Linked DNA regions of Ovis aries: region 1 is linked to region 2. The links are chromatin contacts, called in public Hi-C maps. All regions are on one chromosome and are shown on one strand. The core of a region is the stretch at or near the end of the contact, and the rest is flanking DNA. Distances in the headings are between cores, read along the strand shown. Region 1 has its middle 98 kb from the start of ADCY10. Region 2 has its middle 31 kb from the start of RCSD1.

Evidence for each region. Hi-C and Micro-C count contacts between places; a contact is called where the count stands out from the background.
Region 1: a contact with region 2 is called in a Hi-C map of tail adipose tissue, with 7 times the contacts expected there. The contact joins two enhancer-like sites. A contact is called at or near these places in 9 of 16 Hi-C or Micro-C datasets (hypothalamus, liver, mesenteric adipose tissue and 5 more).

Annotation. Positions count from the first base shown.
Region 1 is chr1:120,013,177-120,016,111 of ARS-UI_Ramb_v3.0, reverse strand. No RefSeq gene overlaps it. Among named protein-coding and RNA genes, the nearest start is that of ADCY10, 98 kb to the left of the region's middle. Within about 2 kb of position 1,666, at least 15 of the 54 cell types and tissues checked have an H3K27ac peak or open chromatin away from gene starts, as enhancers often do. A contact at or near this core is called in tail adipose tissue, where this site is marked.
Region 2 is chr1:119,792,607-119,795,306 of ARS-UI_Ramb_v3.0, reverse strand. No RefSeq gene overlaps it. Among named protein-coding and RNA genes, the nearest start is that of RCSD1, 31 kb to the left of the region's middle. Within about 2 kb of position 1,301, at least 9 of the 54 cell types and tissues checked have an H3K27ac peak or open chromatin away from gene starts, as enhancers often do. A contact at or near this core is called in tail adipose tissue, where this site is marked.

The sequences.
Region 1 (2,935 bases), core at 417-2,916, 220 kb before region 2:
GTCCCTCCAACTGGAATGGTCTTTACCCAAGTCTCTCGGGATTCTCCCAGCTTGCTTTCGAATGTTTGTGGCCTTGAGCTGGGCTTATCAGTTCATCCTTATTGCCCAGACATTTATCCTTTCTCCTTGGAGCCGCTCGCACGTGACTGCCTAGAGCTCACTGTGACTGTGGGGCTGTCTCCTCTGAGCTTGTCAAGGGCAGGGATTCTGTCTCCCTCATCTTTCTATCCCCTTGGGGGTACACTTGGTGTAGGGTCAAACATTAGAAGGCTGTCAGCATGCTCTGTCTTCACAGTTGCATCCTACATGCCCCCAGTGTGTGGGACACAGTAGGCGCTAGTGAGCTCCACCTATCCACTGCAGAGTGGCAACCACCAGGACCGCCACTGTGAGGCATATTTGTACTCCCACCCACCACACCTGGTAAGGAATCCGCCTGCAATGCAGGAGACCTGGGTTTGACCCCTGGGTTGGAAAGATCCCCTGGAGAAGGGAAAGGCTACCCACTTCAGTATTCTGGCCTGGAGAATTCCATGAACTGTATAGTCCACGGAGCCAGGCACGACTTTCACTTTCACTTTCACTTCACTTTCACTCCTCTATAGGAAGAGAAAAGAGGAGTGTGGGGAGATGATGTGAGCGTGTATGTGTGTGTGTGTGTGTATAATCTGGCACAACTATTCAAAACGATAACTCTGGCATGGTCTGCACTATCACCGTCCAACAGAATTTTCTGTGATGAAGGAAATGTTCTCTCCCTGCACTGTCCTTCACCACATGTAACTAGTGAGCACTTGAGACTGAGGATCTGAATTTTAAATTTAATTTTAATTAATTTAAATTAATGGTCTCATGTGGCCTGTAGCTATTATCTAGGACAGTGCTATAAGAGCGTTAACCTTAAAATGCCAGAACAGAACCATTGTCGATGGAGTTGGGACATGTCTATGACAGAGAATAACACCAGCTTCGATCAGAGGGTAATTATTACTACATAAGAGAAAAGGTATCACACCAGTTAAGCTAAACCTTTTATCAATATGTATTGCGTTGGCCAAAGAATTTTGTTCAGGTTTTTGTAATAACATCTTATGGAAAACCTTGAACAAAGTTTTTGGCCAACCCAATATTTCTCCATTTAATGTGATTCCAGGATGCCAAACTAATGCTTAATAAGAGATCACATGTTAGTCTAATGCCCAAGTCATACAGTGGTGAGGTTGCTTTACTGGGCCTTCGCCTCTGCAGGAAGGGCTGGCATTCTGCAATGACTTTAATGCATGCTGGCCATAGGGAGGAGGAGGCCTGAAGGGTGGCCCTTGGAGAGTCACAGTCTACAAGCCTGAAGTTAATTGAAATAGAAAATTCATAATGAACCTAAATCTTTCACTTTCTCTCATGGTATTTTCGAGGGAGGACATGAAAGGAGGCCAGTTATTTCCAGCCAAGTGCTAGCTCTCCTCCTAAGTTTGCTTCACTTTTCTCCCTTGGGCTGTTTTCTCTCTTGCCCAAGCCCATTTAGTCAACATTCAGTCATGAGCTGAGCCTCCTGTCTGAGCCTAGCGTGTCCCAAGGGTCCTGTGCTCAGGAGCCACGCTGCACCCTCTGTGGTGCGAGCGCCTTCCTGATGACGCAGTGCTGGCTCATATCCTTTCACATGGGACCTTGGTTTAGCTGCTTCAACTGCTGCAGGATACAGGCGGCGTGGCACTTGCTGTCTTCCAGCAGCCCCATGCTCCACAGATGTTTCACATTCTTTGGGACCAAGATCCTTGAACACACTTTTCAGAGCCATTTCCCCCCCTGCCAGATCCACTTCCTTCAGCAATGACTTACATGTAAAAAACATCAGGGCTTTTAACCAGATAGGAACACTCAGATATGTTATAAACAAAGTCTCCGGGGTTCTTCTGGGCCAGTAAGAGCAAGGACATCTCTTTGCAAAATGATCCATATTCCTCTGAGCCTATTGTACATTGTAAGAGAGGCCCTACAAAATAAGTTTAGATTTTATATTTCATTTATCTAATTGAAATAAACTGTAATTAAAAAACAAAACGTGGTTAAGATTCTACACTTCCACTGCAGGGGGTTTGGGCTTCATCTCCAGTCAGGGAACTAAGATCCCACATGCCTTGTGATGAGACCAAAAAATAAAAAAATTAAAAGCTTATGCAAAAAACAAAGTCCTCCCCTTCCCACAACCAATTTTATTCAAAGCAAGAGAAAGAACCTAGACTGAATCTAGTTTCAAAACTCAGTCTCCATGGAGTCCTTATCAGGGGAAGGGCAACCTCAGGTCTTAAGCAAGTTAACCTCAGCTATGCTATTCCTCCCTTACCCTATCCCCACCCCAACCCGTGCCCACAGCAGAGCAGTGATTCAGGTACACATGCCTGAAATTACTTAATGCCCCAAAGGGAAAAGTAACCACAAACGTATCAGACACATAGCACTGGAGGGCAGGAATTGAAAACAAATGTGAGAATATGAAACCTGTCCAACTTCCTCTTCCCAGATGTTGGGAGATTAGAAAAAAAAAAAAAATCCCTTTCTTACATTCTGGAATAAAAAAGACCAGACCCATAAAGCCCACAGTGAAGGAATGGATGGATTATTAAATCCAAACCCTGAGCCAAAAAGAGACAATAGTTTAACATCCTATTTTCAGAAGGAAACAGATGCTGGAAGCAGCTGCTCTCCTAGGACTCTCAGAACTTGAAAGATTTGTACTTCCTTCTTGTAAACGCAGCCGTGTCTCCCGGAGTTTCTAGAGCTCCTTCCTGCCTTCTGCCCCAGTTGTTTTCCTTGTAACCAGATTCAGTCTGACTTGAGAGCAGCCTTCTGCCAGGATGTGAGGAGGGGGAGGGGAGATGATCACCTCTTTGGGCATTTTTTTTTAGAGTACATATGGACAAACACAATTATGTTACCA
Region 2 (2,700 bases), core at 52-2,551:
ATCAAGTGGAAGAGGCAAAATTTGAAGACCCAAGACCTCTGATGCCAAGTCTGGCTCTCATTTTACCACACTGTGATTATTTTTATTATAGTTGAATGTGGAAGGGTAGAAGCCACTCCGGCAGTCATTGGGTCCTCCCCAGAGGATAAGCATGGCTTTGAAACCATTTCACTCAGATTGGGACTTGAACCCATGTCCTGGGACTCAAACCCAGCCAAAACTCACGGTCTTCCAACTGAGATCACAGGTTTCAGGACCTAATGAAGCCCAGGTTCCTGATATCTCATTGCAGAAAGAATTCAGTGAGAGAAAGAGTGATAGGTAAGAAGTGGATTTATTCAGTGAAAAACACACTCCACAGACAGAAGGTGGGCCACCACAGAGGACGAGTGCAGCGCCAAAATGTGGTGTCATTAGCTTTTATGGACTGGGAAATTTCATAGGCTAATGAGTGGCGGAACTATTCCAACTATTGTGGGGGAAAGGTTGGGATTTCCAGGTGTTTGGCCACTGTCCAATTTTCTCTGATGGAACTGTCGTGGCAGCTCTAACCCTGTCATTTAGCTTGCCGACATGTTACAATGAGCTTATGCCGAGTGTCAAGGTTTAGTCAGTTTGACTTGTCTGTCATTTTGGACCCATTTGGTTCTGTTCAGTTTAATGCTGTGCCCTTGGGCTATGTCGTTCTTTCAAAGGTTTTGTCCTGTCCCTTTTCCTCCTATTTCAATTTCATGGCCATAGTAGAGAACCAACCAGTTGGAATGAATGGCATTTTCACCACTTTATCTTCAGCACTACACAACCTAGTACCTGACATGTATTTATTGCATATTCTAAAGTCATTGGATTGATTTTTGAAAATTTTTAATAGTTTTACTGAGATATAGTTCACATACATTTTACCCATTTAAAATGTACAGTTCAATGGCTTTTAATATGTTCAGAGTGCAAGCACCACCACAATCTAATTTTAGAACATTTTCATTACCCCAGAAAGAAACTAGTGCCCGTTAGTAATTACTCCCCATTCCCTCCTCCCCTCCTTGGATTGATATGTTTAAAAGAATCATAACTGAGTTGAAGGTAAAAAACACCTTGCAAAGCCCTCATGGGAATAGGATCTTTACACAGATAAAACAAGCAAGTGAAGTCAAGGAAAGAGGTTTCCTGCACACAGCCGTTCAGCCCTGGTTTCCTAGTAGAATCTGAGCCGGAGTTCACCAAAGTCCTACTATGGCCAGTATGTGAGTTGCAGTCACAGCCTTGAATCTGTGGCAAAAGCAGATGGCACTTCCAGCAGGCATTCCCCAGAGGAGCAATTTTCCACGAGGACTGTGCATGGCAACTAGCCATCCTGGGATTTCTGGCACGGTTCAGTTTCACGTCTTTTGTTCCAAAGTCCTTAGAATGGCACTTGTCCTGGTTGGGTAATGAACCTTGTTTTTGTATATGGAAAATGCAGTTACTACAGGCACGTGGAAAGTGCCTTTTATTGCTTCCTGCTGGCAGATCAAAAGCAGAGGGGTTGGACCACCCCAGGGAAGCCTGTTTTATTCAGAGAAAGGGAGGGGCCTCGGGGCTCAGCAGTCTTTTGCTATTCTGTGCAGGTCAGGAAACCCAGGGAGGCTGCTGATAGACCCAACCGAAGCTACAGCAGGGCTGTGTCCTGAGAATCGGGCCCCGGAAAAGGCAAAGCAAATTGTAACAGGAAAGAAAAAAAGCAGAGACAGAATTGCTGTTTTGTTGCACAAAGGAAGGAGGTGACCCAAGGCTTCTTGTGACACAGGAAGAAGCATATTTGGAGAAGTGAGAGCCGCTTCCTACAGATCCCTTCAGATTAGAAGCCAATTATGGATTGCCCCGAGGAGGGCACGGCAATCCACTCCAGTATTCTTGCCTGGAGAATCGCAAGGACAGAGGAGCCTGGTGGGCTACAGTCCATAGGGTCGCAAAGACTCAGACGGGACTGAGCCTCTAAGCGTAGCCTCAGTTTGCCCCGGGACAAACAAGAAGCTCTTTTGTGGTTCTGGTTCTTTCCACACCTGGGTGAGGTCACTTGTGTAAAGGCCTTCATAAGCATGTTGAAACCAAGCCCAAAGCCTATTTGTTTTCTAGGATCAGCCTATTAAGACCTGCCTTCCCATCCTCCGGTCCTCCCACCCTCCCAGCTGGTCCGGCAGGTCCCTAATGGTTAATTAAATCTTGAGCTAGGACTCAAGAGTCAGTCTCATCCCACTTCCCTCATCAGCTCTGAAGCCAAGGGCACATCACTTACCCCCTCCGATCTCTGCTTTCTCAAAAGAGTAGAGAAGATTGACAGAATTATCTTATCCAGACAGACTGATTGCTTTGCCTTGAGGTGATTCAACTATCGGATTCCACATTTAAAAACCTTGAAAATATTTGGATTCCTCAGTGCAGGAAAATCTTCATGATTCTACACATTTCATTCGTTAATTCACTCAAACACGTATTAAGCACCACTATATGTCAGCCATGCTAAGCAACAAAGTGATAACTTCTACTCATTGACTCCCTACTATGTGTCGCAAGTTGTCAGATACTTTAGATTGATCATCCCGTTTAATCTTCCCCACAACTCTATGAGTTAATACTTTCATCATTAGGCTAAAAGGAGCCCATAGTAGTTCAGATGGTAAAGAATCTGCCTGCAATGCAGAAGACATGGGTTTGATCCCT